5 separate regions of the Mus musculus genome follow, and all the other regions are linked to region 2. Evidence: chromatin contacts called from public HiChIP or PLAC-seq and promoter capture Hi-C data. All regions are on one chromosome and are shown on one strand. The core of a region is the stretch at or near the end of the contact, and the rest is flanking DNA. Distances in the headings are between cores, read along the strand shown. Region 1 holds the start of D630023F18Rik (RIKEN cDNA D630023F18 gene). Region 2 holds the start of Fzd5 (frizzled class receptor 5). Region 3 overlaps Idh1 (isocitrate dehydrogenase 1 (NADP+), soluble). Region 4 holds the start of Crygd (crystallin, gamma D). Region 5 holds the start of Cryga (crystallin, gamma A).

What was found. Promoter capture Hi-C pulls out the DNA fragments that hold promoters and counts their contacts. HiChIP or PLAC-seq counts read pairs in DNA pulled down with a chosen protein or histone mark.
Region 1: a contact with region 2 is called in an H3K27ac HiChIP or PLAC-seq map of embryonic stem cells, with 2.9 times the contacts expected there. The contact joins the promoter of D630023F18Rik here to the promoter of Fzd5 in region 2. A contact is called at or near these places in 8 of 39 promoter capture datasets (the 3T3-L1 cell line, 3T3-L1-derived adipocytes, embryonic stem cells and 2 more), 7 of 484 Hi-C or Micro-C datasets (bone marrow-derived macrophages, embryonic stem cells, erythroblasts and 1 more), 4 of 115 datasets of contacts at active chromatin or transcription factors (embryonic stem cells and stem cell-derived neural progenitor cells) and 1 of 9 other capture datasets (adipose tissue).
Region 3: a contact with region 2 is called in a promoter capture Hi-C map of liver, with 1.8 times the contacts expected there. The contact joins the enhancer-like site here to the promoter of Fzd5 in region 2. A contact is called at or near these places in 8 of 39 promoter capture datasets (the 3T3-L1 cell line, 3T3-L1-derived adipocytes, the C10 cell line and 3 more), 1 of 484 Hi-C or Micro-C datasets (embryonic stem cells), 3 of 115 datasets of contacts at active chromatin or transcription factors (bone marrow-derived macrophages, large pre-B cells and pancreatic cancer cells) and 1 of 9 other capture datasets (embryonic stem cells).
Region 4: an H3K4me3 HiChIP or PLAC-seq map of embryonic stem cells shows a contact between it and region 2, with 30 read pairs. The contact joins the promoter of Crygd here to the promoter of Fzd5 in region 2. A contact is called at or near these places in 4 of 39 promoter capture datasets (3T3-L1-derived adipocytes, the HPC-7 cell line, embryonic stem cells and 1 more), 2 of 484 Hi-C or Micro-C datasets (Sertoli cells and embryonic fibroblasts), 7 of 115 datasets of contacts at active chromatin or transcription factors (all in embryonic stem cells) and 2 of 9 other capture datasets (embryonic stem cells and liver).
Region 5: a promoter capture Hi-C map of embryonic stem cells shows a contact between it and region 2, with 6 times the contacts expected there. The contact joins the promoter of Cryga here to the promoter of Fzd5 in region 2. A contact is called at or near these places in 6 of 39 promoter capture datasets (the 3T3-L1 cell line, 3T3-L1-derived adipocytes, embryonic stem cells and 2 more), 7 of 484 Hi-C or Micro-C datasets (the G1E-ER4 cell line, embryonic stem cells, erythroblasts and 1 more), 6 of 115 datasets of contacts at active chromatin or transcription factors (embryonic stem cells and stem cell-derived neural progenitor cells) and 1 of 9 other capture datasets (adipose tissue).

Annotation. Positions count from the first base shown.
Region 1 is chr1:65,121,546-65,126,345 of GRCm38.p6, forward strand. It overlaps D630023F18Rik (RIKEN cDNA D630023F18 gene), which reads right to left and starts at 1,669. Exons shown (of 8, transcript NM_001285882.1): 1 at 1,508-1,669. The coding sequence starts at 1,548.
Region 2 is chr1:64,734,974-64,739,743 of GRCm38.p6, forward strand. It overlaps Fzd5 (frizzled class receptor 5), which reads right to left and starts at 2,777. Exons shown (of 2, transcript NM_022721.3): 1 at 2,160-2,777; 2 at 1-1,880. The coding sequence starts at 1,627.
Region 3 is chr1:65,154,206-65,158,913 of GRCm38.p6, forward strand. It overlaps Idh1 (isocitrate dehydrogenase 1 (NADP+), soluble), which reads right to left. Exons shown (of 9, transcript NM_010497.3): 9 at 4,411-4,708. Among named protein-coding and RNA genes, the nearest start is that of Idh1, 23 kb to the right of the region's middle. Within about 2 kb of position 2,371, at least 13 of the 459 cell types and tissues checked have an H3K27ac peak or open chromatin away from gene starts, as enhancers often do. A contact at or near this core is called in liver, where this site is marked.
Region 4 is chr1:65,060,168-65,065,083 of GRCm38.p6, forward strand. It overlaps Crygd (crystallin, gamma D), which reads right to left and starts at 3,273. Exons shown (of 3, transcript NM_007776.2): 1 at 3,227-3,273; 2 at 2,892-3,134; 3 at 1,671-2,015. The coding sequence starts at 3,235. The coding sequence ends at 1,743.
Region 5 is chr1:65,100,723-65,105,941 of GRCm38.p6, forward strand. Cryga (crystallin, gamma A) reads right to left here and starts at 2,641. Exons shown (of 3, transcript NM_007774.3): 1 at 2,607-2,641; 2 at 2,259-2,501; 3 at 1-3. The coding sequence starts at 2,615. It overlaps D630023F18Rik (RIKEN cDNA D630023F18 gene), which reads right to left. Exons shown (of 8, transcript NM_001285882.1): 8 at 4,563-5,028. The coding sequence ends at 5,007.

The sequences.
Region 1 (4,800 bases), core at 419-2,918, 390 kb after region 2:
AACAGAAGTCACTCATGGCCTAGTTGCTATTAACATCCAAATTTGGCTTACATAGTGATCTCCAAAGGCTGCAGGTTTAAAATATCTAATCACAATGAACTTAAATCACATTTATCTTAAAATTAGACACATTGTTAGAATAATTTACAGTTTAAAAAAAAAGGAAGGATTCAAAATGCCAACATACAGAAAAGATTTTTGCAAGAGGAGGGCTAAAAGCCATTGCATAAAATAAAAGATTTCCTGCCAGGCATGGTGGTGCACACCTTTAATCCAAACACTCAGGAGATAGAAGCAGTCACATCTCTTACGGGTATTTGTACTCTAAGAACAGGCCATGACAATAAAGCGTACATTTTTTTGTAAAATTTCCCACAGAACACACTAGCATTAGTCACTAACATACACACACAGAAGATAGCATGTGCAGCAAGAAAATATTTATTCACTCATTTATTCATTTATTTACTTACTTACTCACTTATTTACATGTTATCCATTCATTCTTTTTTTTTTTTTTTTTTTTTTTTTTTTTGAGATAGGGTCTCTATGAGTCATGGCTATTCCAGAATTCTGTAGACCAGATCAGCATCAATTCATAGAGATCCACAAACCTTTGCACCCCCCCCCCCAAGGACTAGGATTAAAGGCATCACAACCATACTTGTCAGAATTGGCATTCTTAGTGTTTTTTGGTGTTGCCTTTTAAACTACTGTTTGTTTTTTGTTATTGTTGTTATCTTAGCATCCAAACACACATGCATAAACATGAATGAATTCTGTACGTGTTTATTCTAGAATTTCTTATAGATTTAGTAAAAGCATTCACTTTCATAGGCAAAGGACATTCGATGGTATCTATGATAAGATCTTTGATGAAAAACATATTCATGTTGTGCCAACAATGTATACAGAATAAAATAAGACTTCCTGTTGTATGATCTGTGATTTTTTTCATCAACATTTGAAAAGTATCCAGTTAAAGGAAAACTGAATGGGATGGAAAAAATGTATGGGAAACTTCATCTTTTTTTTTTTATTAGTCAAGAAAGTTCAGAAGTCAAGAAAACAACAGAGAGGGATCATTTGTTTGCTAAGCTTGGCAATAAAAGCGTCAGATACTGGGCCCTAAGGCACATTTAGGGATTTATACCTTTTGCCAGTAAGTGCTGCCCATTTCAGCGGTGTATCCTGTCCCCCTAGGCTGTAAGAGGTGTCTTGCACATGCATTCTCCTGCAGAAGCATCTTGCCAAGAGATTCTGCATCCTGCCCTGTACCACATGTGCCTGTGTGGCAGGAGACAGAGACTAAAGCATCTGCCCCCCCCCCAAGCAGAGCAGAGAGATACCCCCCCAAGCAGAGCAGAGAGATACCCCCCCCAAGCAGAGCAGAGAGATGATACCCCCCCCCCCTTAGCTTTCTGTCCACCTGCCAATCTAAGAACCATCCGTGAGAGCATTCCAAACGCAAGGCTCAGAAACGAAAGTTATTCTCGGCAATACTCACAGCAGCCTTTTCACCTCCTGCTTCACAAGCCTCCTTTCCATGACGGAAGGCTGTGGCTGAGCAGGTATCTGCAGCTTGACATCCACCGATAGCCTTTAGGAAGAGCAGTTTCTGCAAGCCCAGAAACTACAGCAGCAAATCAGAGGGGATGTGGATTAGGGATGCTGTTGCTACAAATACCAGTCATGGAGTTTGAGGCTGTGGAAGGGATCCAAGACCATCCAGAATTCAGACCTCTTACCCAGCAAGTTCTAGGCAGAAAGTGATCTGGAGGCTAGCCCTGAACCTTGTGCCCATCTGAGATATCATTCCTTTCGAGTTTTAATTAAAAAATAAGCTTAGTAACTAACTTATTTTTGCCTGTGCATATGAGTGTAGGTGTGCATGAACCATGGCACATGTGTGGCTGTCGAAGGACAAGTGTCAGAGGGCAAGGGTCAAGGGATATCATGTGGGATCCAGGGATAGAACGCAGGTCCTGAGGTCTGAGTTTAAGTAGTTTGACCTGCTGAGCTGTCTCACTTGCCCTCTTTCAAGTTTTTCTGACACTCAGTGTGTGTGCAGCCTCACAGTTCTCAACCTTGTAAAACAGAGATGGTTCCTGAAGCAATTGGCAAGGCTCTTTGGGCAGAACCACCCTAACATGTTGACTTGTGATCTGAACGCATTGGAAGTGTCCTGTGTGGGGGTCAACTTGGTGACTCCCAGTGTGTTCACGACAGAGTAACAGCTCATGATGGAACTAATCCATATCCCCATAGCTGGGAGGTCATTTGACAGTTCACACAATAGGGGCAAATGTCTTCCTTCAGTGCCATCCTTTATTTTGAACTGGAAATCAAAGGCAAGGTTATGGGATCAAAGGCTGAAATGTGTCTGAAATGGCACACACAAATTGTTACTAATAAATGAAGGAACTCAGCAACAAATATGACTATAAACTAAATCTGTCAGCATCATTTATATTAATTTAGAAAGATTTGGAGCACTTTGTGATGGCTAGTTTGATGAATCATCGTAGCTGAATTACTATTATTAATATTTGGGCAAATGATATTCTGATGTTTTTATAAAATTGTTTTTTGGATGAGATGAAACATTTAAATGAAATAAACATGTAAACATTACGTTTTAAACTATACATTAAAGGAAAGTATATGTCCCTCCATGATTTGAGTAGCCTTACCTAACTTGTTGAAAGCCTTGAATGAACAAGAGTTGACATTTTCCTAGCAAGAAGGAAGTCTACCAGCAGACAGCTCAGACGCTAACTGCCACTCTTGCTGTGGTCTCCAGGCTGTGTATCTCTGCCATCAAATTCAGAATGACCAAGCATTGATCATTCTACACTCATGGGAACCAGTTTTGCTTTGGTTTTAAATCACTCTCAGTCTGTCTCTTTCCTACTTGTGATAGTTCCGTAGCTGTCTTAGTAAAGATTACACCTGTACACACACACACACACACACACACACACACACACACACACTCACACACACATATTCTCACAAACACACACATATGCACACACACATAAATACATATACTCTTCACACACACATATACACATATATACACACATGTAAACATACATATATTCACTCTCACACACATATATACATACATACACAAACACACACACATGCACATATATTCTCACACACATACACATATATACACACATACATACACTCACTCTCACACATACACATACACACTCACACACACATATACATACATACATACACAAACTCACACACATGCACACACACATACATATACTCTCACACACATATACACACACATATATATACACTACACATACATACACTCACTCTCACACATACATATACACACTCACACACACGCACACACACACACACATATATATACATACATACACACACAAATGCACACACACATACATATACTTTCTCACACATAACACACACACACACACATATATATATATTACATACACATACACTCACTCTCACACATACATATACACACTCACACACACACACACATATATATATACATACATACACACAAATGCACACACATGCACACACACACAAATGCATACACATGCACACACACAGTGCAAACACATGCATGTCTTGCGCGCGCTCAACAGGCCAGGAAGAACGACGCTGCTACAGGATCCTTCTGCACACGTTTATTCAGTCCTGTTTCTTCTTGTTTATATCTCCCTTGTTTTTATATCTCCCTTGTTTATATATCTCCCTTGTTTTTATATCTCCCCCACTAATAGTAATCCTCTCTCGAATAATAATCCTCCCTCTAACCCGGGCCTCTCACTCTTATATACTCTCAGTTCCCATCCACGCACAGCAGGCCACGCCACTTCACCAGGCACGCAGCTTCAGCTAATCAGGGCATCAGGGGCAAATCTCCACCAAATTGGATTCACCTGTATCCTGGTACACCTGCGCAGCACTCAAGATGTTTGTGTCTTGTATGAGGAAGTCAGGTGCAAGTCATATGACTTAGCTACAGTCTCTGGCGCCTTTGGGACTGCCGCCACACCCGCTCCCCACAATTCCCCCTTTTTTCTTTTTTGGCAGAGAGAATGTCTGTAGATAGCCCCCCGTAGTCATGCCCCTTACCCGTCCTTGGGTGACAAACAGCATTGGTTTGATCCCTGTCTTAGGTTGGTGACATGCCCAGGGAGTCTTATCACTGACTACCTCTCTATCATGCCAAGCCACACCTGGGGAGATTGTGTTTTGCTTGTGGCAGGTGCATCAAAAGGCCAGGATGTTAATGAACCTATGGCCAGATCTTAATTGCTGCAAGCAAGCCTCATGGGTGAAGGTAGAGGTCTGATCCCCAGTGTGCAAGCATAGGGGCCCTACACAAAACCATCCCTTAGGCTCATCACCCAGAGAGGTCTTGGCCAGCTCCCGTGTCGTTTTTCCTGAGGGAAGGGAACTAGGACACTGAACCTTCATGCAATCAGACATGCCTTCCACAGGATGCCAACAGCAAGCTATCCTCTGTGCAGTGCTTAGCCTCGCACCCCACGGCATAACGCAGCATAATTTCTTTTAGAGCGGCAAACCGAATCTGAGGAGATTGTCCCGCCTCCACTGCAGCAAAAGCCTATGCTACCATGGCGAAAGTGCGGGCCGCACACTCTGCACCTAACACATGTGCCCAACACACACACACACACTATAACAAGCATACATCCCAGGGCTCTCATCCCCGCTCATCTTCCCTGAAGCAAGGGATAGATGGCCAGCGGGGCTATCTCTTTAAGGGGA
Region 2 (4,770 bases), core at 1,527-4,026:
GCCGAGAGCTGCAGCAGCAGCGGCTGGTGAACCGCCGCCAAGACTCCAGAGTCTTGCCGGACCAGATCCAGACTCCCGACGTGATGCCCACCACCAGGCACATGAAGTACTTGAGCATGAGCACCCAGTACTCGGGTTTGGCGCGTGGCTGGCCAGCGTCCGGTCCCGGACACGCGCAGGTGAGGGCTGCCTCCCAGCTCTCCCGGTAGTGCTGCTCATACAGGTAGCAGGCCACCACGATGCTGGCTGGCACCGTGTAGAGCAGGGTGAAGATGCCGATGCGGATCATGAGCTTCTCTAGCTTGTCCGTCTTAGTGCCACCCTGCTTGATGACGCTCCGGATGCGGAAGAGTGACACGAAGCCTGCCAGAAGGAAGAGCGTGCCCACCAACAGGTACAGCACCAGTGGGCCCAAGACAAAGCCTCGTAGTGAGTTCAGGTTTTGGTTGCCCACATAGCAGATGCCAGCCACTGGGTCCCCGTCCACCGAGCTCAGTGCCAGCGCCGTAATGGACTTGACACTGGGGATGAGCCAGGCAGCAAGGTGGAAGTACTGTGCATAACCTGCGATGGCTTCATTGCCCCACTTCATGCCAGCCGCCAAGAACCAGGTGAGCGACAGGATGACCCACCAGATGGAGCTGGCCATGCCAAAGAAATAGACTAAGAGGAAGACAACCGTGCACAGCGCAGGGCCGGTAGTCTCATAGTGAATGTGGCTGTGCTCACGGCTGCAAGCGACGCTGGCATGGCCCACTACCAGGCGCACCAAGAATCCCAGTGACACACACAGGTAGCACGCAGACAAGAAGATGATGGGGCGCTCAGGGTAGCGGAATCGTTCCATGTCAATGAGGAAGGTGGCAACGGTGGTGGACGTGGAGATGAAGCACAGCACAGACCACAGGCCAATCCAGAAGGTGGCGAATGTGCGCTCGTCCGGGCTGAAGGACGGCTGGTAGCAGGGCACCGCGCAGTTGGGCACTTGGCCGGTGCGCACCTTGTTGTAGAGTGGGTGTGACTCCTTCAGGATGGGCACGAAGGGCTCGCGGCACGTGCACACGGATGGGCCTCCCGAGGGGCACTCGCCCCCGGAAGATGGCGCCCCTGGTGGTCCTGGGAGTGTAGGTTTGGCCGGGAAGGACTTAGGGGACGCGGTGGTGGCTTCGCTTCGGTTATAATCCATACACAGAACCTCGGCGTCGCCGCCCAGCACAGGGAGGCGGTCGCAGCTCATGCGCTCGGGCCAGGCGAAGCCGTACTGGCGCATGAGCGGCGAGCAGCCGGCCTTGGCGCGCTCGCACACGGAACGGCACGGTGGTAGCGGCTTGTGGTAGTCAGGCAAACAGATGGGCGTGTACATAGAGCACAGGAAGAAGCGCAGGTCCGGTGAGCAGTGGATCTCCACAAGCGGCCAGAATTGGTGCACCTCCAGGCCTGCTTCGTCCTGCGTGTCATGGTTGAACTGGTTGGGCATGTGCGTCAGGTTGTAGCCGATGCCTCGGCACATGGGCACCGTGATTTCCTGGCACACCGGGGCCTTGGAGGCGGCCGCTGCCCGGCCCACCAGCTGCGCCAGCAACAGCAGCAGAAGAGAGGGAGGCGCAGACGGGTCGGGTCGAGCCATCGTCTCCTTCTTCCCTTTGCCTCCCGCTGCCTGAGAGGGTCTGCGTTGGCCGACGAATCTGCGGCCGGGGCTTCCCTCTCCGGAGTCTTGAGTGTGACGCCCGGGCTGGCAACCTGTTGGTTTCTTTTTCTCTTAAAGAAATCCGTCCAAAGATAAACTGTTTCTGGAAGGCGCTGCCTCCGCCGGCAGCACTCAGTTCCACACCAGATAGGGCTGGAGGGATGATTAGGGCTCCGACTCCAAGGACAGAACTCTTAAAAGAGAAGGTAGGGGAAAAGAAAAATCGCAACCACTCCTCTTAGAGGAGCGCCAACCACTTGGTCTCCGCAAACCAGCTCCAATCTCAAGATTAACTCCTTTCCTCCCCTCCTCCTAGAACCAAACTTCAGACGCCCCCACCCCCTCCACCCCACTGCCCGCGCCCGCCTCTCTTTTCTGGCCCGGCCCTGCAGGCTGTGCCTGGGGCCAGAGAGCTCAGTCCCCGAGATGGGGGCAGAGGAACCGGGTGAACTGGGAAGACGCGGGCTCTCACCTCGGAGGATCCTGCTGGGCGGCAGATGTCTGCGACCAGCCGGGCTCCTCAGTCGCGCGACTCCGAATCGGGCCAGAGCTGGGAAAGTTTAACGACAAGCTAGGTACCTGTGGCGGCGACACATGGCAGCAGGTGGAGGGCGTTTCAGAGAGCAGGGCGCCCCTCGACCATGGGCGGCGCGGGCCGGTCACTCGCCTTCTCTTCCTTCGGGGCCCCCTGCATGATTCGGGCAGAGCAAGGCAGGGGCAGGCCGTGCCTTCCACCGGCGTCCCGGGGCCGGGACGAAGGGCAAGGGCGCCGGGCAGCACTTGAACTGCGCGGAGGGGTGCGGCAGCCGGAGGGGACCCCGCCACCTCACAGCACAGCGAGCAGCCAGCGCTGGTCGGGCGGGGACTGCATAGTCCGCACCCGCCGCCGCGTCCCGCCAGCCGCTCGCCGCCTCCCCTGCAGGGGGCTCCGCGCTCCAGCAGACTCCGGGGGGCGGTGGCGGCGCTCTCGGGACGCGCCCCGCTCGGCTCCTCCCCCGCGCTCTCGCACTCTTTCGCCCACCTCCAGGGAGCTCCGAGCTGTGCGCGACGGCAGAGGACAAGTCGCGGCCGCAGGCTGACTGCCCTCTCCCGCCCCGCCCGGGTCACCTGCCTCTAATGCCCGCCGGGAGGCCCCGCCCCGGGACCGCCCCTCCCGCCCCCTCCCGCCCTGCCCCGAGCTGGGCCGTCCCACGAATCGCTCTCCGGGTCCCCGCCCACCGCCCCGCTGTCCTGGCCTCTCCGCGAGCGCCCCGCGGCCCCGCCCGGAGCGGGCAGCGGAAGAGCGTCGGCCAATAGTGGACCGGGAAGTTACGAGGGCGGGGTCAATGCTAATGAGTCCTCCCAGAGAACCCGGGCGGGAAACCTGGCCCCAAGTCCTTCTGGAGTTCTCTGCGGTGGTTCACCAGGATGGTGCTCACTTTCCTGAGGGCTCTGTTCTCTGAACGCCGGCTTCCAGGGCCTCCACCAGGCCACCTCTCTCCAGCTGAGTGTCCTTATCGAGGTCTGGCGCTTGTTTAAAGGGATGAGAGGTCAATTCGGTTGTGCCACCTGTCCTCTTTCTAAGCTGCCTTGTGCTAGGTGACAGACGTGCTAGTACTTAATGAGCAACCTCGTGTTAGTTAATCGTTTACACCTTGATACGCGATCTGGATACCGTAGGATTCTGAGGCCAGAACACCTCAGAACTTGACCTACACAGCTGAGCTAACAAGACAGCAGAGACGTTGACAAACTTGTGCCCCTCCCTGTGCGAGCTCCTGGCACACAATAGGCGCTCTGACCTGGAATCCCAAACCAGAAGCTGGGCAGCAGAGTTCACAATCTTTACCACTCACCCCTCCCTTAGAAATATCGATATTTCCCAGGCTTTGCCCTTTTATATATAACAAAATCTTGTCCTTGTGACAAGAGAATGAATTTCTTTCCAGTTTTGGAAGTCTCTAGAGACGTTAGTCCTTAGCAGTTGCGGTTTATAATCCCTGGCAGATCCGAATTTGCCCACAGAGAAAAACTCTTGAACTGGAGCAGTGTACAGCTCAGGGTGCTTGGTCCCCCAGGGTTGGCTGCTGTGCACTCTGGCGAGGTTGAGACCGGATAACCGGGGCGTACTGGGGCAGTGGGAACCGTGAAAAGACCTGCTGCGCACAGTCAACGCAGGGACACGCAGTGGCGCTCTCCTGATGGGTTAGTATACTCCAAGTTTTAAATGTCCCACAAATGCCTCTCTTCTACGAGTTCTAATTAGGCTGGGAGACCGAGGTGTTTAGCATGCTTGAAATTCGTTCACACGCTTATGAAGAGGCTTTAAATTGTAGACTGCTCCTTCACTCCTCCTTCCGCTGGGGGAGGGGAGTGGGAGGGATTTGAAGTAGGGGAGGGCATAGGAGTACTTGAAGGACTCTGAACTGGCCTCACTGACTGAGATCTGTTGGGTTGTTATTGTCTTCTGTGCCGTCTGTACGGGCTGAAAAGCCATCTTCAGTTTATCAGCAAGGCGTTGTGGAGGCTAATGAAACTCCGTGTTTAATCTCAGACATCACAGCTAAATGTTTATAATGTATATTGCTTCATTCCCTAGAATTCTACCTCTTTTATTATTCTATCTCCCTAGAATTTAATCTCTTTAGTTCTTAGTAACTGCTTGGCCCTCGGGGTCTAGAAACATCCCGGGCTAAGAATTATTGGAGGGGTGAAAAACTATAGCACACCAGTCAGATAAGGAAGGACCCGTAGTGGAAAGTATGTCCAGCCTGCCGACATGCCAAGGGAGGCTGCTACACTTTATGTGCTGTGTATGTTGCTGCGATGGACAAGTGTTGGCTAATAATAAAAATTATTTGGAAGTTGGAGAATGTAAACTACTCACACTGGAATTCACCCAGGAACCTTGGGTTGTTCCACTTGGTTCTGCCTAGACCATTACTGTCTTACTGCTCTGTCAACCTTCCTTAACAACAAAAATCTGACTTTTGCTTAGAGATCCCAAGTAGTTACAGTAGTAATGGAAGGGAACGTTGGCTGGGTGTGGTGGCTCAGACCTCTAAATCCAACACTCTATAGGGGGACAGCAGGAAGATTCTGAG
Region 3 (4,708 bases), core at 1,121-3,620, 420 kb after region 2:
ACAAACAAACAAAACATCATTGCTTGGCCACAAAAGCTCCCAAACTTTTCTCTTTTTTGAATCCCGGATTTACAGCTGTTTTAGCAGTTTGAAAATTCCATGTCCCTCGATGTAAAATAAGGGACCATGGGTGAGATTGCTTATAATAATCAATAAACACTAGAACACTTTTGTCAGTGTTGCCACAAGTGCTCCAAGCCTTCATTGCTGTTTTGTTGTTGTGGTTGTGGTTGTTGTTGTTGTGGTTGCGGTTGTTATATTGGGTTTTGAGCTCATCTCCAGATTAGCAGGAAGAGGTAGAGCCTTCATTATGGAGAATCTAATATTAAACAGAATGTATATATTAAGAGTACAGAGAGTTGTGATTCTAGTTGTAAAGACTAAAACTTGGGGCTGGAGAGATGGCTCAGAGGTTAAGAGCACTGACTGCTCTTCCAGAGGTCCTGAGTTCAATTCCCAGCAGCCACATGGTGTCTCACAGCCATCTGTAATGGGATCTGATGCCCTCTTCTGATGTCTGAAGACAGCTACAGTGTATTCACATACATAAATAATAATCATTTTAAAAAAAAGACTAAAACTTGAATGTTTCCATTTAAAACTCTCCTAGGAAGGAGTATTTGTGAAATGTAAGGATTCCCAACTTTGGAATTCTCCTATGCCCCTGAATCCTGCTGCTGCCAACATTTTGCTGAGGAGTCATTTTCCAGGTCAGTAGTCCTGACCCTCCTGTGGTTACAAAATCAACCATTAGCCTGTGGACACATTAGTCAGCAGCTAATCTGATAGTTGTTTTAGACATTAACTGGCTCTTGGCCAGATGCTGGGCTTGGGCAATGTAGTGGCACTCATTTGAGTGACTCCCAGAATCTTTGAGAGCAGGAGGGGTGAAGAGATCACCCAGTCCAAAGCCATTGTTCTGTTCCACACTGTTTCTTCCTCCTAAGCTTCCAAACCTGAAACAAACAGGTGGAGAGAGACAAGGCTTTGCTGAGTCAGGACTCCTGAAGTCCCTTTGCCAATGGCCATTGACATATTCTGTAGTCTCAAGCAAAGCTCCTTCCACTGCCTTCATGTCCTTCCTTACAACATATTAGTAGTGATAGCTACCACCTACCATGAAGAGTCTATGAAACAAAAGATAGTAGAAATGGGATTCATCCTTTTGTTTGTTTGTTTGTAACAGATTCTCACATAGTACCTAGCCTTGACCTTGCTCTGTATTGGAGGATAACCTTAAACTTCTGATGCTCTGCCTTCAGCTCCAGGCCTATACCACTATGTCTGACTTTATGCAGAGCTCATCATTAAACGGAGGAGGGTCAGTGGCAGTAGGTAAATACTCTACTCCCCAAGTCCTTCCCTAAACACAAAGCTTCATAAATTATGACCTTGCCAATAAAGGGTGAAATGGCTGTTGTAATAATTATCAAAGTATTAACAGTCAAAAGTCCAAACAGAAGTTAGTAAGCATAGATAAGGCAAGGTGAATATAAACTTGTTGACAACTCTTATGTTAAGAGTCAGTCTTGTTATGTTGCTGAGGCTGATCTTAAACTTTGGCTCTCAAGTCATCCTCTAATCTTCAGATTTCCAAGTAGCTGAGACCATGGACACATACCGTCACCCAAGATGACACTTATTTTTTGAATGTAAAATTTAAGTCTAGAACTTTTTAGTTTGTTTTTTTTCAAGACAGGTGTAGCTCTGGCTGTCCTGGATCTCACCAGTCTGAGACCACGCTGGCCTTGACCTTAGAAAGAACCACCTTAATTAGAAAACATTCGAGAGCGGATATGATGATCCCTGCCTGTGATCTCTGAGAAAATGAGCCAGGGTAGTGAGTTTGAGGTCAGCTTCAAGTGCAAGTTAGGAGTTTTATGATCTTTGGTAAAAATGCCTTACATTTTTATATAGAAGATTAAAATATGTATTGCTTTTGTCCTGTTTTCCTAATAGGCTTTTGTTTTGTTTTGTTTTGTTTTTCTTTTGTTTTCGAGACAGGGTTTCTCTGTAACTCTGGCTATCCTGTAGCTCACTTTGCAGAATCGGCTGGCCTTGAACTTACAGATCAGCCCGCCTCTGCCTCCCAAGTGTGCCTGGCTCTCCTAATAGTTTCAGCTAGAAACAATATGCTTTTCCCCCCATTGCCCTAGGGTCATCTGGGGAAACTGATGGACACTAGAACCTTCTCCCACTTGAGAATCGGTCAGATGGTTGTCTGTAACTTGTGCTGTCTGGGATGAAGTGCCCATGCCGCATGGGCCTCCTCTGCTTTGTGAGGTTTTCTTGGCAAGAGAGCTGGTCCGTGACTGTAGGTTTAGATTGGAGTTACCATGTGGGTAGCACGGAGAAACTAGTTCAGATGTGCATACTGCATCACTGCCTGCTTGGATTCTGGAAGGCCTCACGTATAGGCAGTGTCTACAGCCTGAGCTCAAGCTTGCCAGGAGGGCAGGCCAGAAAATGAGAGACAGCCACTCCACGCATTGACTTTTTTGTTCTACATTTTTAAATTCCCCCCTTTTATTTGGAGGGTTAGTGGTGGAGGGTCATGCATGTGTTAGAGTCAGGGGACAACTGTCAGCATCTCTCCTTCCAACATTTAGGTACCAGAAGGCAATCTGAAGTTGTCAAGCTTGGTGGCAGGTGCTTTTATTGGGTGAACCGTGTCACTGGTTCTAATGGACTTTTGAGGTAGGAGAGTCCAAATTCGCAGAGCCTCCTCCACTGAAGGTGCTGGGATGAGAAGAGCCTTCTCTTAGTTTTGAGAAAGAAGCCAGGAAGGCTTCCTACTGCTCCCTCACCACCCACATCTCTTGCTTATAGAGAAACCTACTCAACTTGTGTTTATGCATACATGTATGGGCATATACACGTGTGCATGGGTAAGCCAGAGGTCAGCCTTGGATGATTGGTATTCCTTATGCAGCATCCATCTCTCTCTCCTCCCTCCCCCTCTTTCTTTCTTTTTCCTTTCCTTTCCCCTTCCTTCCTTCCTTCCTTCCTTCCTTCCTTCCTTTTCTTCCTTTCTTTTTTTCTCTTTCTTTCTTCTCTTTCTTCCTCTCTCTTTCTTCCTCTCTCTTTCTTTCTTTCTTTCTTTCTTTCTTTCTTTCTTTCTTTCTTTCTTTCTTTTTCTTTCTTTCTTTCTTCTTTCTTTCTGTGTATTTGGGGATTGACTTCATGTCTTCTTGCAAACACTTTACTAACTGAACTGTGTCTCCAGCCCCATCCACCCCTTCTAGGATCTCAGAATTCTATCCCATTTTCTTGAGTGCACCTGCCAGTTGGATCTTCAACGTTTTTCAATTAATGTGTTAACAGTTGCCTCCTAAGCAGTCTTCCTCCCTCACCAGTGTCTGCTATCCTTTCCCCCCTTCACCAAACATCATTTATAAGAGTGCTGTTTTTTTTTTTAAGATTTATTTATTTATTATATGTAAGTACACTGTAACTGTCTTCAGACACTCCAGAAGAGGGTGTCAGATCTTGTTACAGATGGTTGTGAGCCACCATGTGGTTGCTGGGATTTGAACTCAGGACCTTTGGAAGAGCAGTTAGTGCTCTTAACCACTGAGCCATCTCTCCAGCCCCAAGAGTGCTGTTTTTAAGACTGAAAACATATCATGTCTTTCCCTTCTTAGAAATCTTCACTGTCTCCTTATTAACTTACAGGGCAATGCCTACATTCTTTAGTTTATGCAGTGTCTGCTGATAGTTTATTAGGCCCTTAGGTCTGTCCTTTTTCCTTACACTGGAAGCAGGATCTTGCAGCACTACTCTGTGCTTCCAGAGCAGATTCCCCTCACTGTCTGTTAATTCATGTACCTCACTCCTCAGCAAACGTTTTTGTTTGTTTTGGTGTTTTTGGAGACAGGGTTTTTCTGTGTAGCCTTGGGCATCCTGGAACTCCCTCTGTAGACCAGGCTGGCTTGGAACTCAGAGATCTGCCTGCCTCTGCCTCCCAAGTGCTGAGATCACAGATACGCACCACAGCTGTCTCACAGTAGACTTCTTAAGAGAAAAAATATTTTCAAATCAAATTCCCATGGCTAGGATATAATCTAGTGTCTGTGTCTGTGTTACTTTTCAACTTGACAGAGCCCAGAATCACCTGGGATATGGCCTCTAAGTATATACACTAGGGATTCTCTGATTTCTGTTAAGGGCTAGGGGAAGCGCCATCTTGGTTTCTAGGCTGAGCACTAGCATGCATTCCTTGTTCTCTACTTCAGGACCAGCTGCTTCAAGCTCCTGCTACCCTGACCTCCCAGCTACACTGGGAGTGTACCTTGAACTGTTGCCAAAACTAACCCTTTCTCCTTTAAAATGCTTCTATCTAGGTATCTTATTACAGTAATAGGAAAAGAAATGAAAAACACTTTTTAAATAAAAACACATAATAAACACTTCAAAGAAGAGTCATTAGTACTTCATTTTAATTAAAATTAACAGTTTAGAAGGACTAGACTGGAATAGTGTTTAATATCAACTTCTGGGAAAAAAAAGTCACATTTATATAAAAGAAATGCAGCAGGTCAGCAGAAATCCAAACGGTACAGCTCCCATTATTGCCCATGGGTGAAATGTACTGCTTGGGGTAGGATAATACTTAGGCTGGGTCACAGGAGAAGAGAAATCAAAGAGCAGAATCCTCCAGTCTGCATTTATTCTAGACTTGGAATTCTCCAGTGGTCTTAAAATATAA
Region 4 (4,916 bases), core at 2,023-4,522, 330 kb after region 2:
TTTCAGTTGGTCAAGTGGACGTTTTCCCTTCTACTAAGTACATTCCTCTTACTTCTCAATGGCCACAGTGGAGTCAGGTGACAAACTCAGCAGAAAGGGAGTCTGGTAAACATCTGCAAACTCATCCTTTTCATACAATGTTTGGGGAACCAGGAGTTCTCTGAAAGTCCCAGAGAGATGGCTCAGCAGTTAAGAGCACTGACTGCTATTCCCAAGAGAGGATCTAGTTCAATTCCTATACTGCTGCTCACAGCTATAACTCAAGTCCCAGGGGACCCAACAGCCTCTGTGGGCACCAGCCATACAAAAGGTACACAGACATACATTCAGGCAAAACACTTGGCCACATAAAAAAGACAACAAGGAAAAGAAAATACTCTAAAACTCTTTATGGTCTCCAGTCTCAGAAATCTGATTTTTAAAGTTGGGAACATCCTGTTTAAACTTGGCTTCCAGATGGTCACTCCTCAAAAAAAACAGAAAATAGAACAGATTCCTAATCATTTGGAAGCAACACATTTTTTTTAAAGTCTGGAAACTCAAATAAAACAGTGGTATGAAGGTTATTTCCCTTTTTTTTTTAAAGTGCTATTTTGCGTGAGTGTTTTGCCTGCATAAATGTTCATGTAACATATGCCTGCTTGTGCCGGAAGAGGGTGTTGCATCCTCTGGAACTGGAGTTACAATATGGTTAGTCACCATATTGGTGCTGGGAATTTGACTTGGATCCTCTGTAAAAGTGCTCTTTACCTCTGAGGTAGCTTTCCAGCCCATAAAGATGCTTTATAAATGACTAAGTTCTCTTTATATGATGGTATATTTCTATTGTGAGAATTTTCTTTTTTACTCATGAATCATCAGTTTGGTTGCCACTTGCATTGTGTGTGAGTGTGTGTGTGTGTCTGTGTGTGTGTAAAATAAAAATTATTTTACATTTAAGTAAAACAGTGAGCAGGGCAGGGTGGTGCACATCTGTAATTTCGACAGTGAGGTTGAAAGGCATCTTACATTTGAACTAGAGCGATGGCTCAGTCCATACAGTACTTGCTGTGCAATCATGAGGACTGAGTTGGATGCTCAGAACCTATGTGAAAACCCTGGCATGATGGCTGCTGACTGCAATTCAAGCATCAGGGTATCAGAGGGAGGAATCTCTCTGGGCCTCTCTGTCTAGTCATTCTGACCTATGCATTGAAGCCCAGGCCAGCAATGGCCTGTTTCAAAGGGAACCAAGTAACAACCAGGTTAACCTCCACCCTCTGTATGCATGAGTTGTACACATGTAAAACACATCACACACATGTGTGCACACATGCACACACATGCACATGCACACACATTGCAATGTATGCACATGCACACATATCACATACATGCATATACATCACACATTCACATGCATGCACATATATGCATATACATACATCACAGCACATGCACACATATCACATACTTACATGCACACACATTGCACACACATGCACATACATCACACACATCACACACACATGCTCACACTTCACACGCACATTTACATGCACACATGTACACACACACACACACAAGGATCACAAATTTGAGGCTATCATGGGCTAAATAGTGAGACCCTGTTTTGAACCAATAAACATAAGCAAACAGGAGATAAGACAAAAGAAAAAAACAGAAGCAAATAAGTGCCAGGAACACACAGAAAATATTTTATTAGCGTCCAAATGGAGAAAGGGTAGAGTAAAAAAACCAATTCAGTAGAAATCCATGACTCTCCTCAGAGAGCCCACCCTGGCATTCATGGCGCCCCAGTCGTGGTAGCGCCTGTACTCCCCGGGTCTGAGCAAGTACTGCCTTCCCCGGTAGTTGGTCATGTCGTAGAGGACCCAGCAGCCCTCTAGCACATTGAGGGAGTAGATCTCATTGAAGTGGAATCGGTCCTGGAGAGAGGGGCAGTCCTCCGTGAACTCTATCATCTGGCCTCTGTACTCTTCCCTCTCGTACAGTCTGATCCTGTGAGAGCCGGCCTGGCAGGCCCAGAAACAGTAAAAAGCAACGGTGAAGCGATTCTAATGCGTTAGGATGGCCTCAGCTGCATCAAGCCATTTGAACTAGATAAAAAATGCATTAATTAACTCAGACTTCTTATAAACTCGTCACTATGAGGGCAGATTCCAGGCTTTTCTAAGATCAGGAAGTATGAGGAAATGAATTGGAGAAGGAACTATGAGTGTGTTCAGAAACTGCAGGGCCCAAACCACCTCCTGTGCAGCATACTGTAAAGCAAACACCAGAGAGAAATCATGACTGTCAACAGCTTCTTACTACTTGGTTTGCTGATTGGGGAAAATGTTTTTATATTAAAATGTATTAAAATATTCAATATTTTAGGTCTCAGACAACAATGACTGCTCAGTTAATAATTTATAAATATAATGAGGGAAAAATGGAGAGATAAAATCAGTAAGCACAAGAGCCATTTTTCAGCTGTAAAACATCTGTGTTGCTCTGTCGAAAGGACTTCGACCGAATTAGATGGAGGAACCCCCAGATATGCACGTAGAGGACAAAAAGGAGGAGGGGGACTTTAAGCATAATTACTCTTGTGTTCAGTAGCCACCATTCTATTTTTCCATCCTAAATGATTGCATGACAGGACTCAGATTTCATACAGCCCGCTTGCTGCCAATGCGTTCTTATGCCACAAATACGTAGGGGCCAATAGAATAGTTGTAACTGGGTAACACCTTGCTTTTTGGATGTTGTGGGAACTATTGACCTAATTAATTCTAGCTATGGGTTTTTCTTTACAAGCAGGCTCAGCTCTGCTTTCAACATTTAACCTTATACTGGCAACTGCAGTCAGGGTCTTCAGTGCCTCAGTCTTGAGAATCTGGACTCACGTGGGGGATGAGGCGGCAGGAGCGGACAGAGTCACTGAAACCCATCCACTGCTGGTAGTCAGGGTAGTCCCCGCGACGCAGGAAGTACTGGCAGCCCGTGAAGTTGGGCTGCTCATAGAGCATCCAGCAGCCACTGTCCACGCGCACAGAGTTGCAGCGGCTGAAGTAGGGCTGCAGGTTGGAGTGGTCGGTGCTGCACTCATAGTGGCGGCCCTGGAAGCCGCGGTCCTCATAGAAGGTGATCTGTAAGGCAAGGCAAGGCAGGGCTCAGAGGCCTGATGTGGCCTGGCCCCCAGGGCAGGTCCCTTCCCAAAATGAGGATGCCCTGGGCTCACCTTCCCCATGGCTGGTGTTGGCAGGTCGGATGGGATGGTGCTGTTGAGTGTGTGGGGCTGGGAGCAGGGTCTATATAGCAGGAGGTCTGCTGCGTTGGCAGGAACGGCACAAAAGAGGCCCGCGTGGGGGCAGGGCACGTTCATGTTCTCCTCTTTTCTCTTTGCTGTCATAGCCCACGGGATTCATTGTGGGCTTTGGTTCTATTCACTCTGGAGTATTCAGGTTGTGATCACTAGCTGATGCTAATGAGATTGTTTGAAAAAAAAAAAAGTAATTTGGCACATTGTTTATTTAATAATAGAAGCAGGGCTTCAGCCATTTCATCGATAGACCACATTCTTCTTTGTATAGTTGGACAAAACAAAAACGTGTAATTGGGGAACAGACAACGTCTTAATGTGGTAAATGTAAGCCGTCTGTAAGATCCACTGAACTACTTCCCCAACCCTGAGCATGGATTAATAGGAAAGAAATAGACTCAACTGAATGGTGAAAATTTCAAGTCCATGGGAGATCAAGTCCTTTTAGAATTAACGATTGTAGCGAATGGGATTACTTTTACCAAGGGAGATCAGAGAATTTCACACTTTCACAACGAAAAACTAAACCAAACCAAAATTCCAAAAGGGCCAACACAGTCTTCAGTATTGTTTGTGACTTTGTTTGGAAGGAGGAGGCAAAGTAGGCCATCTCTTTTTGGCAATGCATGGTTTGGCATTTGAAAGGGAAAATAGTTTCAAGATGTTTAATCACAGAACTAAAAGAGAAAGTCTGAGGAAGTGAGAAAACCTGACCCACCAAAGACACACACACAAACCCCATCACGCCTTAGATCCACCTTCTTAGATAAAAGAAAACTAACTTCCAAGGTGCAGGGTCGGGTGGGATCTGGCGGACACTTTCGTTCTGTGGAGGACAGGCGAAGACAGCGTTTCACTCCGAGGTAACGGACTAGAGGATCATGGCTGCAGTGCAGCCGGAGAGGAAGGGATAAATGCCCAGAAGCCGCCATCTAGAAAGACTTCAGGGTGGATTTATTGGCTTGGAAAAGTTCGATGGGCTGGAAAGAGCACCAGAGTGGAAGATGTCTGTCAAGTCTAGCTTCTTTCATGTTCAAAGAATTATTCACAGTTCCGTTACCACACGGAAGGACCTTGCCGTGCCTTGCACCCCGTCTATTTTTCTAAGTGGGGACTTAACAAACTTGAAACTGCAACTATATGCAATACGATGATCTCAAGGGTTATTTTCTGGTTTCTGGCTTTCTGATCACATGTAGACACATGTTACAGATTCCCTTATGGAAGTGGAGGATAGGCAGACAGGATGTCTCATGCAGATAGTCATTATAATTAGAGCATTTCCAATGATGAAATACATATTGAGAGCAATGTTAAGTTTGTCAGAGTTGTTTCTGAGTCTAGGGTTCTGGGGTGGGGGGGAGCATTGACTGGCCAAAACTGTAAAATATGAGACAACTATCAGACAACAGAAAGTCTGACTGGACGGCTCAGGAGGAAAATACCACAAGGGGATATGTGTGTATATCAGGGGAATCCACTGCCTTTGTTGACATGAATTATATTTGAACACATCTGTCCAAACAAGGGGATCATTGTGATGGCTTTGTATCAGCCCCAGGCTGAACCAACCAGGGCAATGCCCCAGACTTCCTATAGAGCAGAAAAA
Region 5 (5,219 bases), core at 1,391-3,890, 370 kb after region 2:
GGTCTGTTGTTAGGAAGACAGAAGAGGAAAAACAATGATTTACACACGGTGTCGCAGCCTGCTTGCCCCGTCCCAAAACACAGCTTTCGGGCGAATCTGTCAAGTGTTCGTCTTCCCTAAGCCTACTCCGTGTGCTGTTGTTGTAACAAATTAGGAGATGCACTAACATAAAGTTGACCTGACCAGTGAACTCTTGTGAAGGAAACGAACACGGAAAGGCAGGGAGTGAAAGCACTTACTGCCCGTGTAACCAAATCCTACCAAGCTTATTTTTTTTTTCCATTTTTTATTAGGTATTTAACTCATTTACATTTCCAATGCTATACCAAAAGTCCCCCATATCCACCCACCCCCACTCCCCTGCCCACCCACTCCCCCTTTTTGGCCCTGGTATTCCCCTGTACTGGGGCATATAAAGTTTGCAAGTCCAATGGGCCTCTCTTTCCAGTGATGGCCGACTAGGCCATCTTTTGATATATATGCAGCTAGAGTCAAGAGCTCCGGGGTACTGGTTAGCTCATAATGTTGTTCCACCTATAGGGTTGCAGATCCCTTTAGCTCCTTGGCTACTTTCTCTAGCTCCTCCATTGGGAGCCCTATGATCCATCCATTAGCTGACTGTGAGCATCCACTTCTGTGTTTGCTGGGCCCCGGCATAGTCTCACAAGAGACAGCTACATCTGCGTCCTTTCAATAAAATCTTGCTAGTGTATGCAATGGTGTCAGCGTTTGGATGCTGATTATGGGGTGGATCCCTGGCTATGGCAGTCTCTACATGGTCCATCCTTTCATCTCAGCTCCAAACTCCGTCTCTGTAACTCCTTCCATGGGTGTTTTGTTCCCAAATCTAAGGAGGGCCTACCAAGCTTATTTTGACGCTGTCTTTTGTATGCATGACATGCAATGATTCGGATTTATTTTGAGTCCACATACATTTCTTTTTCTTTTTCTTTTTTTTCGTTTTCTTTTTCTTACCCCCTGCCCTTCAGACTGGTGATGTAGATCATATCTCATGAAACTCTAATCACCTGTTTCATGAGAGACTAGTCAATAATGATTCATAAAAAATACAAAACCACATGAGCTGACACCCATTGTTCTAGGCTTTAGGTGAGTGTGAGAGTGTATAGTAAGAAAAACTCACCACCAAAACAATCAGAATACACTAGCTCTAACCAAGCTTAATTAATTGAATTTTCAAATGTATTCTAAATTTGACAGATATTTTGTGTGTATTTATTAGGCATAGTATGGTGTTTTAAAGTAAGCACTATGCTTAAATCTAGCTAATTAATACACATTTGCCCCACATAATTATTATTTTTGTGCTGAGAATACATAGAATCCACTCAGCATTTTTATTGTGTGTTTAAGATATATTTCTTTTAATTTCATGGCTATGAATATTTACCTGCATGTTTGTAAGTGCACTACGTGAGTTGTGCTTGGAGCTCATGGAGACCAAAAGAAAGCATGGCATTCCTTAGGACTGGAGTCACGCACAGTTGTGAGCCACTTGTGGGCACTGGGAAACAGACCCAGGTCCTCTAGAAGGGTAGGCAGTGCACTTAACCACTGAGCCATCTTCCAGCCTCACCTTTCAGCAATTTTTAATAACTCTAATACATAACATGAACAGTCATCACTGTGCTATACAGTAGATGTCTAGATCATAGTTCTCTCCAGCAGCAATTTTTCTTTTTCTGACTGTCACTCCAAGCCTCTGGTCCTCTGCGTTGCCGCCCTAGCCTCTATATTTTTATGCCTGGTGCTGATAACAGAACTCAAGGCTGCATGCCTGCTAGACAAGCACACTACTGCTGAGCTAAATCAACGAGCCTGATCTTCTTGCCATAAACCTGCTGCTGTAGATCCCCCATAAAAATGAGAACTTGTGGCCTTTATCACTACATACTTGACTCCTTTCTTTTAGCACAGTGCCCTCCAGGTTCATCCATGTCATCACAAATGATAGGATTTCCTTCTTTTATGGCTGAAGGGTATGTATTTATTCGGCCAAGATTAATTTTAAAGGTCATGCTGTGGTTTCTTATGTCCTAAAACACTAATGCCCTTAAGTAAGAAATAATATATTGCTTATATTCTATTTAGCCTTAAGAGTCGGGTCTTGATATAACTGTGAGCACTTGTCACGCGTTCCTAGCCTTGCTTAGGGCATTAGAACACGAACTGGAACAAACTGACCATCAGGAAGACCTAGTGTTCTCTCACATCAGCCAGGCTGAAGCAATACTCACGTATGGAATGGAACGGCAGGAGCGGATGGAGTCGCTGAAACCCATCCACTGCTGGTAGTCAGGGTAGTCCCCGCGACGCAGGAAGTACTGGTAGCCCTGGTAGTTGGGGCGCTCATAGAGCATCCAGCAGCCACTGTCCACACGGATGGAGTTGCAGCGGCTGAAGTAGGTCTGCAGGTTGGGGCAGTCGCTGCTGCACTCATAGCAGCGGCCCTGGAAGCCGCGGTCCTCGTAGAAGGTGATCTGTAAAGGAAGAAACGGTGTAACATCACATGGTCAACTCGAAGGCGCATCCCCCACCCAGAGGGGGCACTCAACAGACTCGGGGAGGGTTCTCCTTTGGCTCACCTTTCCCATCGTTGTTGACAGCAAATGGTCAGTGTTGAGTATGATGGGGACAGGAGTGGCAGCTGATATATATACAGCAGGATGGCTGCTGTGTTGGCAAGAACCACACAAAAGGGGCCTGGGGGGATGTGTAAGGGGATTTCTGTGTCCTCGCGCTTTGTCATTTGGGATCATGGGGTAGGGGGCTCTCGTTCTCTCTGGCATTTTCGAGTTGTCCTCACTATCTCAGTGAAAGGAATTCAAGTCAGCAGAGCCATTATGACCTTGGAGACAAAGGGCGCGCTTCTCACCCTATGCAGCGCGCTCGAAATGCATTATGCACCCAGCATTTTGCAGTGTTTGCCTATAGAAACTGCTGAGGTGGAGGGTGGGGCCTCCATTTGTGGGAGCTCATGAGAAGCACGAGTTCCAGAGGCACTCTCAGGAGCCAAGAGGTAGCAGCAGAAAAACCAATACATTTCTCTAATTGAAAAACACTTGTGTGTCTTTATCTGTAGAATATGGGTTTGATGTTTTTAAAACTTTCACGTGTTTAAGATAAAAAGATTAGACCTGTGTATAGACTAAAATGTCAGCCATGGTCATCAGTGAGTGGTAAGTGTATATGTAGGTCTTCATTTTTTTTTCTTCATTTTTTAAAAAATGGTGTTTGTTTGTTTGTTTTAGAGATTTATTTATTTATTTATAAGTACACTGTAGCTGTCCTCAGATACTCCAGAAGAGGGCATCAGATTTCGTTATGGATGGTTGTGAGCCACCATGCGGTTGCTGGGATTTGAACTCGGGACCTTCAGAAGAGCAGTCGGCGCTCTTAACCACTGAGCCATCTCACCAGCCCCGTAGGTCTTCATTTTATTTCTTTCTTTTGATTTAAAAATTTTTTAATTTTACACACACACACACACACACACACACACATACACACACACACCAAATTCAGTGGATGAAAATAGTAAAATCAATAAATATAATATATATGCTTGGGATGATGATAAAGTGAAACACTTCTTCTTGGTCTAAAATGAAAAGCTCTCTGAAGAATCTGAGGCACACTGTTTAGGAGAAGACAGCCGTTCTTCCTGCCACCCCGCTTCTTCCAGAATTACCTTTTGTTCATAAAACCAGTGCTCTGACTTGTCTGTTTTCCCCCTCACCAAACTGTCGGCTTCCCTGAGCCAGGATGGCAGTCATAACTGACTTGATGTGCTTCTCAATTGCAGGCATGGAGGATGGTCCAGCCTTGGAATGTCTGCTGTCATCCCATTCTGTGCATATTTTAGGTAGTGAAGCCATGTCCATGAGGACACCCAACTAGAGTTAGCAATGCAGGCACAATAGCTGCATGAAAATCCTTAGGCATCACTTACAGGGCATGGACAGACCGTGAAAGGATGGAGAGCAAGAATCGTCTTCTCATAGTTAGCGAGGCTGCGCAGAAGCAGACCATAGCGAGGCTGCGCAGAAGCAGACCATAGCGAGGCTGCGCAGAAGCAGACCATAGAGAAGCGTCGCAGAAGCAGACTGAGCCAAGTCCTCAGTGGCTGGAGCATTGGAAAGGGCTACAGGCCACTGATGTCCTCTTTTGCCTCCATCCTAGTGTTCCAAGTGTCCTGGTGAACTTCAAGTTCAACTGTGATTAAGCCCCAGGCAGAAAGGCCCACATTGATCTCCCCAGCCACCACCCCACGTGGGAGTACCTCATATTTTCAGAAGAGGTCAACAAACTCCCCTGAGTTTGCATGTGGCACCAAGAGCATCGCGCAGAAAGATGGTTGGCCCAGTTGTTAAGAAAGAGGAGACAGTGTGATGTGTTCTGACATTAACCTGATGAAGTTGTTTTGCTAACTGGTTGAGCCATGTGCCTGTTGGCACTTGGCAAAGGCCAGGAAAGAGCAGCATATTTTCTTTCCCCATTGGTCATCGCGTTCTACCCAGAAAGAGCTGACATCCAGTTCTCTTTTCAAACTTTATTGAAGTGGAATGAGTTTACATTTTCTCTGAAAGTTATGCTAATGAGAAATTGGTTTTATTTGGGGTTAAAAACTTTTGGAAAACCACCTCCTTCTCCAGAATTCTATGCTATATTTAATGATACACATTTTCTAAGATGTGTATCAAAGTCAGATTGTCTGGACCCACCCAGAAATAGTGAACCCCCTCTGGATGCTCCAGTAGTCTTCCAGACACAGAATGAAATAGCAGAGGATAGACACATTTCTCCTTTTTGTCAAAATGCAGGTGTGCAATATGCTTCCAAAAGAAGACGGCTCAGTGGCAAACATGATAGTCAATGCAGTTTGCATTAAGAGCTCACTGAAGAAGAAGTGGGTGCTGGTGACAGCTGTAGCTTTAAGGCGAGGCATCCTGGCTGCTCCTAGAAGCTCTTACACGTCCACAGCACTAGTCCACGTTTCTAAGTGACCTGCAGAATGAAAGGATGGCTTTGGTACCAAGCACATCTGTATAACACAGACACATACACCAGCTTTCTATTGGAGTTAAGGTCAAATATCAGACACCAACAGAGAGGGATTAGACTCGTGTAGATGTGAAAGGATTTCCACAGAACGGTTCTGAAATATCTGAAAATGAGTTGTATTTCTCAACTGAAGG